Linked DNA regions of Arachis hypogaea: region 1 is linked to region 2. The links are chromatin contacts, called in public Hi-C maps. All regions are on one chromosome and are shown on one strand. Each heading gives the region's core, a stretch centred on a gene start, on an enhancer-like site or on the middle of the called end of the contact. The rest is flanking DNA. Distances are from core to core; before and after follow the strand shown. Region 1 holds the start of LOC112776101. Region 2 has its middle 7.7 kb from the start of LOC112776966.

The links. A called contact is a pair of places that touch in the nucleus more often than the background predicts.
Region 1: a contact with region 2 is called in a Hi-C map of leaf, with 2.1 times the contacts expected there. The contact joins the promoter of LOC112776101 here to the enhancer-like site in region 2. A contact is called at or near these places in 3 of 8 Hi-C or Micro-C datasets (leaf and an unstated tissue).

The regions. Positions count from the first base shown.
Region 1 is chr19:26,684,927-26,691,859 of arahy.Tifrunner.gnm2.J5K5, forward strand. LOC112776101 reads left to right here and starts at 3,029. Exons shown (of 2, transcript XM_025820088.3): 1 at 3,029-4,031; 2 at 4,708-5,408. The coding sequence starts at 3,473. The coding sequence ends at 4,796. It overlaps LOC112776100 (pectin acetylesterase 12), which reads right to left. Exons shown (of 12, transcript XM_025820086.3): 9 at 6,837-6,914; 10 at 6,578-6,683; 11 at 6,255-6,400; 12 at 5,564-5,965. The coding sequence ends at 5,858.
Region 2 is chr19:26,628,143-26,635,493 of arahy.Tifrunner.gnm2.J5K5, forward strand. No RefSeq gene overlaps it. Among protein-coding and RNA genes, the nearest start is that of LOC112776966, 7.7 kb to the left of the region's middle. Within about 2 kb of position 2,744, at least 2 of the 3 cell types and tissues checked have open chromatin away from gene starts, as enhancers often do.

The DNA.
Region 1 (6,933 bases), core at 1,779-4,278, 57 kb after region 2:
ATTGTTTTATACCTCAGTATGAGTTTCTAAACCTCCTAGGTTGAGGGGAGGAGCCCTGCTGAGTCTTATGAATTAATAAAAGTATTACTGTTTCTTCTTCGATCGGTGTTTGATTTACTTCTAAGATGTATATCCGATCTTCATCGTGGTGAATAGGATGATCTGACAAATTATCTTTGTTCATCAAATTAAAACGAACGTGCCTGACAAACACCCGCGTCTACTTGGATTCGTGTGAATACTTGGAAGGAAAGCACGAGCCAACAGCTAGGTTTATACATATCTCAGACGGTTAATTCATGACTTCGTTGGGGACTTCTCGATACACCAGTTCAGCCATTTTTTGGGGAGATTAGGGTCTCCGTGGTATAGGCTAGAATCCAAAGAAGCAGTATTCTCTGATCCAGAAGATTCGACCTTGTCTGTGGCATTTTAAGTATGATCGCCAGGAGAATGATTTGCTAGAGCTTCAACCTCCGTTAGATTGAATGACCAAGGGCCCTGGCGTTTATTCTGTAGCAGAGGAGATCAATGACCACGGGCAATGGATTTGATCACATACAGCCTGCCATAGAAGGACATCATCCACAAGCAAAGAAGACAGTGATACCAGAATCAATTCAGAAAGGCTAAGCAACTCCAATCCTCAACTATTCTCTTTTCATAGTTTACACGACTTCTTAGTCCTAATTACTCATTTTCTCCATTTCCATTACTGACTCTATTTGAGATAAAAAGTAATTTATACAATATTAAAACACATTAAATTATACTCCTTCTGATCTGTCTGACGAAGACCTGCAGGACAAACATAAGCTTGCTTCAAGCCACAATCCTCGTGGGATCTACCCTGACTCGCTCAGGTATTACTTGGACAACCCAGTGTACTTGCTGGTACTGCTGCTGTACGGAAAGTGTGGGGTTTGCGTACACGCCGCACCAAAGACCCAAGTTTGGTCAAGACAAAAAGGTGAAAGAAGACCTTCAGAGAAGGTCGAATATCGAGCTCCCGACACAGGAGCTGGTAGATTTTCAAAAATGCCTAAAATTTCGGATGAAGTTGGGAGGGAGCAACATTGCAAGTCCAAAGAATATTTGTCTCAAAATCAGAAAAAGGGAGTTTGATACCTAACTTTATAAAAAAGCACTCGTAGGCATAAAAAAAGGAGCTTTCCAGTTTCTCTATAGGGGAAAGCAAATCCTCTCCTCGGAATCAGCCACTATTATTTCATAATTCCTTTCATCCTCTCGACTCTCACATAGCCTATGGTATATACAAAAAGGACATTCTTTATCGACTACAAGAATAGCATAAAGGACAGAAGAATCTACCCAAGTTAAAAGAGAAGGAGGGATTTTCATCATAAGTCGTGAATAACAGACTGAAACATAAAAGCTACGCCTACAAATACAAAAATAAGTCATCATGAAAGAGTTCAGAGGTTATCTAAAAGAAGTCGGGTAAAAGACACAAAACACAAAACGTTATTTCAGAAGATCTTTTGCAAACAGAAAATATAAAAAATGGTGCCCCTACTATATCACCCGCAGCGACACCATTGGGGAGCAACATGACTATATTCTACAGCAATAAAACGATAACAAGTTTCTCCAAATTCCAGAAACACAACCAAACATTCACAACAATAACATCAGATGGCAAAAGGCAGTTTTAAAATGGAGTTTTTAGTAGACAAAGCGGCAGCAATCAATAATTTTTTTCAAAGAAAAGTTTTACAGATACAAACAAAATCAACAATACAAAGAATCTCTGCTACTAATGTCGCCCCAATACAAGAAACAGATTAAAAAAAAAAGACCAAAAGAACAGTTACACAAAAAAAGGGGTACCAAGAGTCAAGGGCACCAATTTTAATGAAGATTCGAAGAATGAAAGGGGCACGCCAAACAATAGTAAACACGAATGATCCTTTTAGTACAGTAAAACAAGATTTTCAAAAGGTCCAAGATGGAGAAATCTTGGAACTGAAAACTGTTGAGAAACAAGAAACAAAGAAAGAAAACAAAAGAATTTTGTGATGAAAGAAGCAAATGAAGAGTTTTCAAAAATGGAAGAAGGGAGAAGAAAGAAGGCGCGAAGTATTTATAAGAGAGAAAGGAAAAATAGTCATTTCACACTCCTCTTTAAAGACGTGCACAGATCCCAAGGGAACTGTCGCGTAACGTTCGTCCCTCATTTAAAAAGGCAAAGTTCAAAATTTCAAAACACGTCGAGTACCTGACCTCTTGAAGGCGGTGTACCCGGTGTCATAACTGGTACCATAAAATGCTTGAACCCGACCTCCTGAAAGCTCAGACTTAAGCAGGAGCAATGTTCATATCCTGAAAGTCAGGCCCAATAAGGATGAAAGGCCCACCCAAGAAGGTGACCTCTACTGCATACCCGACCTCTTTAAAGAGGTCAGACACGATGAAAGGGACCAGCTTATACTTATCCAAATAAGTACATATCTCCCCGAATCTCTCCGACTATCTCTATCTTTCCTGAAAGATATATCCCAACAAACTCCCTAGATTAAAGGAACAGTTACTCACCTTAAAGGTGGAACTACTTCAACAAAGGTGGTCAAACAACTCTACCATAAATACACTGATATCCTTCAAGTATACTTAAGTTCTAATCTACTAAAAACCTGCTTAAAGTCCTTGCTAACTTAAACATCGGAGTCTCTTGTAGGTACCATCCCCCACCTCCTCACGAGGAACTCAGACGGCAGCACCTCGGCACCAGAACAAGTCGGACACTGCCTCATTAGGAGTCTGGACCTCACGTTCAGACCCAAATCACCGTTTCAAGCAATTCTCGAAACATGACATATCAATATTTATGAGTTTATATATCATAAATAATAATTTAAAATTAAAAAATAAAATTTATTATTTTAATATTTTATTTTAGTTCAATTAAAATTTTATATTATTTTTAATTATTTAATCAAAATAGTTATATAAATAACAAATTTTATTAGTTTTTCATTAATATGATGCCGTCACTTCAAGATCAGACCAGTTTCATTCATCTATAAATTTTCAATAGAAATTTTATATTCTATATCAATTAATTTTTTAAAAATATCAAAAATTATACTCCAAAAAGCATTCTAGGAATTGCTCTGAGGGAACTGTAGGCTACATTTAAGGCAACTGTCTTAATATCTTTTTATTTATTATTTTTTATAAAAGAAGGTGTATGAAGTTTAATTATAAATTTGGTGGTTGAAAGTGTCTCTTCACTTGGCTAACTTATCATGAAATGAAAAACGTATGAATCACAGTTGCTAACACACAATATAACGTTGCTCTATTTTATTTTCCTCTCTTTTCCAACACAATAAACACTGTATTTTTTCTCCTTCTCTAGTAGCTCTTGCTTCAATTTCTTCAATTCATCGGTGACTGTGATCAATCAAAATAGAACTCTTCATAATTTTTATTCACATATCATTCTTCCATGTTAGAAGAAGACTTTGACAACGATATCGATGAAGGTTATGTTCATCATCAACACTCTCAAACACACAACTTGTCTCGGCTTTCTGTTTGTACCAGCAGTACTACGTACGACGTAGATGATGATGAAGAGGATGTTAATGATGTCATGGCCATGTTTGTCTCAGGCTTGTCCATAGAAAGCTTGGAAGGCGACGCAGACGCCGACGGCGAATTCTCCGAAGATCACGGCAAAGAGACCCATGCAAGGTGTTCCTCTGGCTCTGAAACCGAGTTCGGTAGCTTTTACTCTTTACCATTTCCTGGGGTGCCAATTCATACACCAATTGCAACCAAGGACTATGAAATTAACAATGATGAGGAGAAAACAAAGAAGAGGAGGATGAGGAGAAGAAGAAAGGGTAGTAAGAGCAAGAACAAAGATAAAGAGGAAGATGATGTGGTTCATGATCAAAGTGTGAAAGGTAGGAGCAGGTCACTGTGCATGGACATGGAGGAAGTGAAGGCTTGTACGGATCTTGGGTTTGGATTCCAGATTCCCACTCGTCTTTCTTTTCCTGGTAAGAAGCTTTTTTACGTGAAATATCTTATTTAAATTAGGAAAAGTATAGGTAAGTAACAACATTTTTTAACAATGTGTGAACAATGTAAATTAATAAAGTTAAAAGAGTAAATTAATCTTAAATTTAATTAATAGCATTAAATTAGGATGTAGTGTATTTTTATTTAATTGGTAGTTGTTCATGTTGTTCAAGATAGTCATTGTTTACCTGGCAATTTTCAATTAAATTATTCTGTTAGTCTTAGAATTATTCTTAAGTCTTACGTTTTAAAAACTTTTAATTGGATTTTTTTAATTAGATTTTTTTAACATATTTTAAGTTAAATATTTTTGGAACGTAAGGATGTGATTATAAAATAAAAAATAGAAACTCAATAAGAAATTTGATAAAATTATAGAAATATTGTATTATAATTTAGTCATACATATTAAATTATCTAATGGTTTTTATTTACCCTTTTGAAGTGGTTTCTGTTATTTTGTATTCTTTTTATAATGAATACACTTGCATGGTGGGGTGTTTTAACACTTTAACTTTGTTAAGATTTGGAACTACAACTAAATATAACAAATTTGGAACTACACTTTAATCTATTAGGCGGAGTGATCTGCTGCCTGATTAGGTTTTGGGGTTTCTTAATTTTTTTTAACCCATACTTTTCCTTTTCAATTAGGTGATGATCCACGAGAAGTTAAGGCTCGGCTAAAAATGTGGGCACACGCAGTAGCAGTATCTGCATCCAAATACAGCACTTCATTTTAGTGCATATTTTCTACAATACAGACATTGATTAACTGAGTAACCACCAAATTGGACGGATCAAAATCCTCTAAAGTAAAGAGATTTATAAAGTAAGAAAGCAACTATCTATAAGAAAGCAACTATCTAATCACCATTAAGTTAAGAAAATGAGACTCACATACAATGAAGGTTATAAATTTGATGGTAATTAATATCTTATTTTATTCCTTTACCAATTTCCTCACCGTAAAAAGCGTCTCATTTATCATGAAAAATCATTCTTAAGCTATGGAAAGTTTTGTTAAACATTATACATTCTAGTAAGGTATGATCTATAATCTTCTCCAACCGGTGAAGGACTTTACATACTCGGTTAGCTTTCTATTATCTTTAAGCTTCCAATACATGTATATAAAGTTTGTTCTTTCCACTAGGAATCTCTATTTGTTCTTGTCCTCTTGAGGTGTTTCTCAAATTCCCCATCCCCTTGGAGTGTTGTGTTTTGGTTGTAAGTAGAAGTGTGGAAGGTGGGAATTTTGGATGCATATTTCAAAGTGAATTATTGGTCACTGTATTCTTCTACTACTGTCTAATCAATTTGCTAAAGATGTAATTGGTCTTCTTGATTTGTCATATCCTCTTATTATGTTAGATTTTTGCACTACTCACATGACTTTCCATTAGAAAAATACAAGGTGAAATTACTAAAATTTTTCTCATGACAATTGCATACTCTGGTTTTTCCATAACAATTTAACGAAAGTTAAATACATAAATGGTGATTACAATGTTGAAAGAGTAAATATCATATAGTAACACAAGGTAAATATATCATTCATATTACTATAGGAGGGGAAAAAACAAGTGTACCCGCTTAAATGAATACTAATGGATGTAACTGAAATAGACTTATTATTTCAGTGGAAATTTATGGTGAGACACTTGATAGTGTTCACCTCAAACAAGGATATTCTTTTTTGTTTTCAGAAAAATTAATGAATGATAAATACATATATGGCGATTACAAAGATGAAAGTGTAAACATCACATCACAATTGGTTGCAGAAGAAAATTAATTTGGCTCACTTAAACACCAGATTGTGGCAAGTATTGTCACAGGGATAAGCACAGTCAATGGCTTTAACTACTTCTCGGTCGAAATACCAGTCTCCGACAGCAACTGCAATTGGCTGCACAATAAGTATTCAATCATATGTTCACGCAGAATAAACGATCATTTTTAACCATAAAAGATTTGAGCATTTTTTGACCATGAAAAAGGAAAACTAACTCGATATCAATAAAAAATGTATAGAACTCTATATCCATTGCCTATGTTTCAAACTATTTTAACTAGCCCCATTTAAAGGAAGAATTTATGAGTCTAGGCAGAGAAATTGTGACACTACCCCTCATAGTTTCTTTGATTTAACTGTATCACTGTAAGAGAAAGACAATGCAAATCTAAATCAAGCATACCTTGTTGTCAAGTAGGGGAGAGTTATCAGCAAACCATGTCTCTTGTCTCTCAGACTGGCAATGAGCAAAACAAGAATTTATGAATAGTCCAGTTTGAGGTGTGTTTGCGAAGTCTTTCAAGTCGTTTAGCAATTGATCTCTGAAGTCTGCTTCAAAGGAGAGACAATTATAATGTTACAACAAAATCGGATAATCGCATATGTGCATCTTGCTTTGTTTAAATCATAGCATAGAGTCAAAATATTACATGGAAATTAGGAAAATCTTCATATATGCATATCAATTTCTGTGCATAGTTCACAGTACTAGAGACTAAAAAGCACCTTGGAGGAACTGAATCTGAGACGAGGTACAATTCGCATGGTTTGCTTTGCAATCGCTCCAAAAGCCATTCGGGTCAGCTGAATGTGGGGCTAAACTGGCTTGGACCTAAAAAAATGTAGTCCATTTCATTGAGTTAGAGTTAATCTCTTAATATGGTTTATGTAAATGTAACATTTTTCTAGTAGCTATTATTCTCGATCGAGCTGTCGAGTGTAGCTTTACAATTGAGGGATGGAAGTAGTGTAAGTGTAAGGTTACCTGCCACGAATCATACGCTGCATTGAGTAGAAACAATGGAGTCTCAATATGTTGGACCATATTCTGAGGAAAGAAGCACTGAAGAAAGAAACACACT
Region 2 (7,351 bases), core at 1,494-3,993:
GCAAAAGAGATTTTTTATTTGTGCAGAGTTAGATTTACTAGCTGGAATAAAATTTGTTGGCATGTTTCGGGAATCAACCTAACTTCTTCTCATCCCTTTTAAAGATGAAATATTATCTTCTGCGAAAAAAAAAATAATAAAAAAATAAAAAAATAAAAAAAAATAAAAAAGATCACTAATTTCTAATGTATGCGCGATTTTGATGCTTGTATCAATTTTATCTGATAGTACCTCTAATGTGGGCAACAAAATTAAATAATTAAGAACTGGTATGAAAATTGTAATGTATGGTAAACATGAGTTCAATTGAAGTCAAATTTTGAATCTTGCAGACCCATTAGACAACTAATTCTTTCAATATGACGTTATTGGCGAATATGTAAGAGAAACTAAATTAAATTAAAATTAAAAAAAAATGAAAAAACAAGAAAAAGTAGAGAGATAGAAAAAGGTATTGGATGTCTCCTCTTTATAGTATGTTCCAAATCTATCTCAGAATCCGTTCGTATCCTAAATTTTTGGAAGGGACATGGTTGCAAGTGAAAAAACACTTTAACAAGGGTTAATATTCAAATTCGTTCTTAAAAGATCACGTGATTTTTATTTTTGTCTCTGAATAATTTTTTAATTAAATTAGTCCCTGAAAAGATAAAATATAAGTCAAATTAGTCCTTTCGTCAGTTAAATGATGACGTGTCACGTTAAGTGACACATGGCATCACTTGACATGTAAAAAAGTTTTTTATAGTCAAAATAGTCTTTGAAAGTCCAGACGTAAGTCATTTTCATCCCTCAAATTTTAAAAATTAGTCAAATTAGTCCTTATATAATTTTTTATTTTTTCTTCATAATATTAAATTTGAAATATTTTTTGATACTATTAATTTTAATAGAAATGTAATTGACAAACAAAACATTAATTAGTAATTGTATCTTTTCTTCTTAAAAATTTTTTCAATAAAATTATCTCTCTCCTTTTATTCTTCTCAAAATCTCTCTTATTCTTTTCTATTCTAAAACATTTTTCTTACATTATTAGATTTTGCTGGAATATATATATATATATACTCAAAATTGAAATGTATATATTTATTAACCTAAACAAAGTTATATGCTCAAAATTAAAATTTATGTATGTTAACCTAAACAAAGTTATACCACTATTTTTTTTCTACTACATCTTTTTTTTTCCATTACGGTATTACTTACATATAGGATGTAATGGTAGTGATACTTAGAGTCAAAATTCAAGAAGATCCACAAATTTTGCTTCAATTCCAAACTTTACAAAAATATTGAAAATTTGTTGCTTTATTATTATTATTATTATTATTATTATTATTATTATTATTATTATTATTATTATTATTATTATAAACGAATTGCTTCTTAAGCGTAATACGTGCAAAGATCGTAATAAATTTTTGTGTTTTATATGTTTGAGATAGATTATATAATTTTTCTTTTAATTTCACAAATCAATGAAATAAAATGAAATAGGAAACATTATACCTATGCATAACACAGGCTACTCCGCACTAGTACATTATATAAATAGATATGTTTCGTATTAAAATAAAATTCCTTTTGTTTTAAATGAAATATTTAAAAAATTATATTAGAATATTAAGATTTAAAAAGTGATTCCATAATTCAGTTTTTCAATTATTGAGTTTTACTATATAAATTAAACAATAATAAAAATTATAATTTTAAAAAATTTAAAAGATTTAAAATTTAAAATAATTACTATATTATTTAGTAAAATTTAAAATATTAAATTTTTAAATATATAATCAACAATAATTTGATAAACTCATTTAAATAAAAAAAAATTCACATAAAAAATTACAATTTGAAAATGTAAAATTTTAAAATACAAATGACAAAATAATTTTATAAAAATTTAATTATTTTTATTATTTTATGTAAAGAGAATTTTGTTTATTAAGGTTTAAAAAATAATATTAAAATTAGTAGTATCAAAAAATATTGTAAATTTAATATTATAAAAAAATTATATAAGGACTAGTTTGACTAATTTTTAAAATTTGAGGGATGAAAATGACTTACGTCTAGACTTTCAAGGACTATTTTGACTATAAAAAACTTTTTTACATGTTAAGTGACACATGATTTGTCACTGACCTGCCAGGTGGCATGCCACGTGGTACTTCACGTGACACGTCATCATCCAACTGACGAAAAGACTAATTTGACTTACATTTTATCTTTCAGGGACTAATTTGATTAAAAAAAATCATTCAGAGACGATCGCGTGATCTTTCAAGACTAATTTGAGTATTAACCCCAAGTTCAAGTATTCAACTAAGTTTTAAGTGTTAACTATGGCAATCTACTTTTTTTAATTATATTTATAAGAAATTTTCTATAGGGAAGACTTTTTAGTTACAAAACATGCGTTGGGGGCTAGGCCCAAATATTAGCAGGGACAAAATGTGTGTGAATAGAATTAGACTCTTAATCTTCTAGAATCATACTCTTACCAAAAAAAAACGAATTAGACTATCTAGGAGCACTAGAATTGCCATTTTCCCCATAATATATGGGCTACTGTGGGCAATGGTAGTTAGCATAGCTTTTTTGTTTTTTGAAGACCTAACCAAAAATTTGCTTTCAAAACCGGGGACCAATTTGTTATGTTTTTGTTTCTGTAAGAGGCTAATTTGTTGAAAAAAAAATTGGCTAAATTTCAATTTGGAAGATTACTCTTTCTAAGTTTCTGTTTTGTGGGATGTGTGTGTGTGAGTGTGTTGTATGACCAAAAAAAAAGTTTCTATTATATGGGTTAAGTAAGAGGGAAACCATTCTAAAAACAAGATTGATAATTAAATTAGTAAAGTTAAAAGATTCAAAAATTTCGAGATATGATCCAGGTTGAACCTAATATAATAAAATGATATATTTATATATAGATTATATCTTTCTAAAAACTTTTGAACTAGTTTTTCATTAAAAAAAATCATATTAGTTTAACCAATTCATTGACTTTTATGGTTTTACCAATTTTTTAACGATACACAGCAATCAAATTTTTTCTTTTGAACCAACTAAATAGCCAATTTTTAATTGATCCAGATGAATTAGTCAATTTAGTTTGATTATCAAAATTGAGAAAAAATTAGGGGTGAGTACAGATAGCGGGTACCCGATTACCCGTCTGAATTCAAACCGAACCAATTAAATTGGTTCTAGAATTAACGGGTAATCGGGTCTAATCCGAACCAAACCAATAACCTTTGTTACTGATCGGTTCGGATATCGATTTTAGGGTACGGAACCAAACTAACCCGTAAATCCGATTATATATTAATTAAATAAAAAAAAATAAAAAATATTGTTTTTAGTGAGTTTTGCAACTCATAATCCTAACACTTTGAAAACTAGACAAATATTTCTATTTTCCTTTTGTATTTAGCTTCTAATGTTTGGATTTTAATGTGTTTTGATTTTAGCTTCTTTGAAATATTATTCACTAGACTTTTGTATTTAGTTTCTAATATTTTTATTGCACTTTTGTATTTTCATTAGACAAAAATTATTCACTATTAATATATTTGGATTTTAATGAGTTTAGTTTTTAATGATTTGGTGTTTAATATGTTTAGATTATTTCTATTGATGTTACACGTTTATTATACTTGTTGAATTTTTTAGATAAATTTTTTTTATGAATTTCAAAGTCATCGGATACCCAATTACCATTCTTAATCGATTTGGTTTGATTCGGGTACATATACAAAAAAACGTAAGTCCGAACCAAACCGAACCAACTATATTTTGATCGGTTCGATTTTAATTTTACTTTGAACCTGAACCAAATCGACCCGTGCTCACCCTAAAAAAAATTAGAAAAATAAGTCTATTTAAATAGTAAGAAATCACGTGACAATATAAAATAAATTTCTACTATTGTTCAATTCTTCATTGATCGGGTGTTTTTGTGAAATATAAGGTAAAGATTAGCTCGTCAATTAATAATAAAAATGTACACTTAACATACTCTTGATGATTATTAATTAAAAGCATGTTTGGTATCCATGATAGGATAAAAGATAATAGTATAAGAAGAGTATTTTAGCTTTTCTTTTTTCTTTTTACTTTTATGAGTATCTAAATATCACCAAACTAATTAATCTCTCCGATCCATCAACAGAGCTTTTTTTTTTGGCCATGGGATCCATCAACATAGTCTTTAAGTCTCAACACACCAAGAGAGACAATAGTGAGAAGGACCCCAAATAATAAATGTCCTTTTTCGGTCTCTGTAATTGGTTTTGCAACTTACAGGGATGGCAACGGGGCGGGTAGGGGCAGGTTTTTGCTCTACCCAACCCCGCCCCGCCCTACAAAGAACCCGCATGAAACCCGTCTCGTCCTACCCGCGGGTAGTAAAATGTTAAACCCTAACCTGTCTTTGCGGGTATCCGTTCCGCCCCTACTCGCTCCTATAATTATTAAATCCAACAAATAAAATAAAATTTTAAAAATTATATAACCACCATTTACATACATAACATAAATTAAAGTAAAAAATTATATATGATATAATATTATTAATTATTTTACTAATTATTTTATATATGTTACATATTATATATATATATATATATATACCGGGGCGGGTAGGGGCAGGTTTAACCTAAACCCGACCCTGCCCCGCCCGGTCCAAGAACCCGCCCGTTAAAACCCGCCCCGGTGCGGGGGCGGGTAATTATCCGCCCCGAACGGGTAGGGACGGGGTGGGTACCCGCGGGTTCGGGTAGTGTTGCCACCCTTAGCCACTTAACTAGGAAATTATTAACATTAAAATGAAAATAGTTATTTATTAAAAAAAAAAAATTTAACTATCTTGTACTCTAGAATCACATGTTAAGATTAGGGTTAAGTTCAATTTTGGTCCCAACGTAGAGGTCGAAAATCGGAATCGTCCCTAACTTTTTTTTTGCTACAAAATGGTCCCCAAAGTTTCAGTTTGTTTTAAAATCGTCCTTCGGACCAAAATGCCCCTATCCCTTCTTCCCCAAAATTATGCAAAGCACCAACAGAAACATAAGCATAAGCACCACCACCACCACCACACCTGCCACCACCACACCCGCCGCCACCACCACCACCACCACACCCGCCACCACCCACCACCCACCACCCACCACCTACCACCACCATCATCATCATTATCATTATCATCATCATCATCATCATCATCATCATCATCAGAAAATCAACATCACCATCGTCATCCTCATCAAACCCATAACTCAGATCCATCAGAAAATCAACATCATCATCGTCATCCTCATCAAACCCAGAACTCAGATTCAGAATTCAAACTCAGACAAACAAAAACTCAACTAAGAAAATCATCATCATCATCAAGAACCCAGAATCAATAACAACAATACTCCAAATTTAAATTTCAACAACAACAATGTTCCACAATAAATTTCACAAAAAATCCAGAAATTTCACAAAAAATCCAATTCACAAAATTCACAGAAGAAGAAGAATCAGTGGGTATGGCGGTGGTGAAGCAGGGGAGGGGAAGAAAGGATGCTCGCTGGCGGTGGTGAAGCAGGGGAGGCTGCGGCGGGCGGTGGTACGGTGGGTATGGCGGAAGAAGAAGAAGAAGAAGAAGAAGAAGAGGCGGCGGCGAGCGGTGGTGCGGCGAGTATGGCGGAAGAAGAAGAAGAAGAAGAGGCGGCGGCGGCGGGTAGACAGTGGTGGTGCGCTCGTCCCCCTTCTCTCCCCCCTGTCGCGCCCTCCCCCCCTCTCCCCCCTTTGTCGCGCCCCCCCTCTTTCTCACCCCACCTCCGTCTGTACCCTTTCTTTCCTTTTTTTATTTATTTATTTTATATTTATTTTATTTTATTTTATAACTTTTTAATGAGGGATAATTTGGTAATAAAAAAATAAAATTGGTAAAAAGGACGATTTTAAAATAAACTGAAACTTTGGGGACCATTTTGTAGCAAAAAAAAAGTTAGGGACGATTCCGATTTTCGACCTCTACGTTGGGGACCAAAATTGAACTTAACCCTTAAGATTATTACTAGTAAAAGTTAATTTTTCAAATAAATATACAATAATGTATTAAAAACTAAATTTTGCATTTTTTATAAAAAAAAAATTTAATTGATAATTTTAACTTATATTCTTAAGAGACATGTTAGTTAAATCTTAAACTAAAATACTATATTCTTTTTTCTAACCAATAGTATGTCCTTATTTCAATGGATAAGACACTTAGATTTGAAATTTTAAAATTTGTCGTACTCAATATGGAGGATTTTTATTTTTAATATTGGACCCAAATTGGTGTAATCCACTAAAATGCCCGAAAAATTGTGTTTGACACCATTGTGAAAATTTTTGATAGTTACAGAAAAATGTTATTATCGTTTCTTCATCTACGTCATTATCGTCTTCAACAAAACGTCGTCGACGTTTTGCACAAAACGTTACTGACGTTTTTTTCATCAATTAAAAAAAATAAAAAATATACAAAACGTCAATACCATTTTGTTATTATTTAATTAAAAATTGTTATTAAGTGACAAAATGTCATCCACGTTTTGTTCTTTTAAAAAAAAATGGATCAGACCCATAGCAATGTAATACACAATGTTATAAAAATATCAATGTATATCACACGTTTATTTATAATATAGAAAAAAATGAGCCCAATATGGAGATCAAATTTTTAATACTTGATTAAAAAAGGATGAAACTTTTTACTCAAGTTTATAAATAAACTAATTTTTCAAGTTTTAAAATAATTATTTATTCTTATTAGAGATATAATTATTTATGTATTTTGTTTTATAAGTTTAAATTTTTGAGATAAATAATTTCATGACATAGTATCAGAGCTTTTATGAGTTTGTGATCTAAAGGTTTAGAATTCGAACCTGTTATTCACTAAAAAGAGAAAAAAATAGTATAAAATAGATAAAAAGAAAAAAATGACCTATGTAAAAAATAGATTTTTTTAAATAAATAAAAAATATTTTATTTATTGAAATAAATAATCTGTAAAATAATTACGAAAATACGTCACATCTCTTATCTCGTTTACAGTGTAAATGAGATAAGACAGATCAAATGACAACTGTAAACAAGATATGTGTAAACTTATCTTGTTTACACTATAAACGAGATACATGATAAATTATAACGTTTACAGTGCAAATGAGATACAGTAAGACAAATTTTTAACAGCTATAAAAGGATGTGCAACCTTTGGTATTCTCCACATACATTTCATATCTTCTTCTCCATTTTTCTTCCAAAAATAGGCAAAAATATCTAGCAGTAGCGGATATGTGGT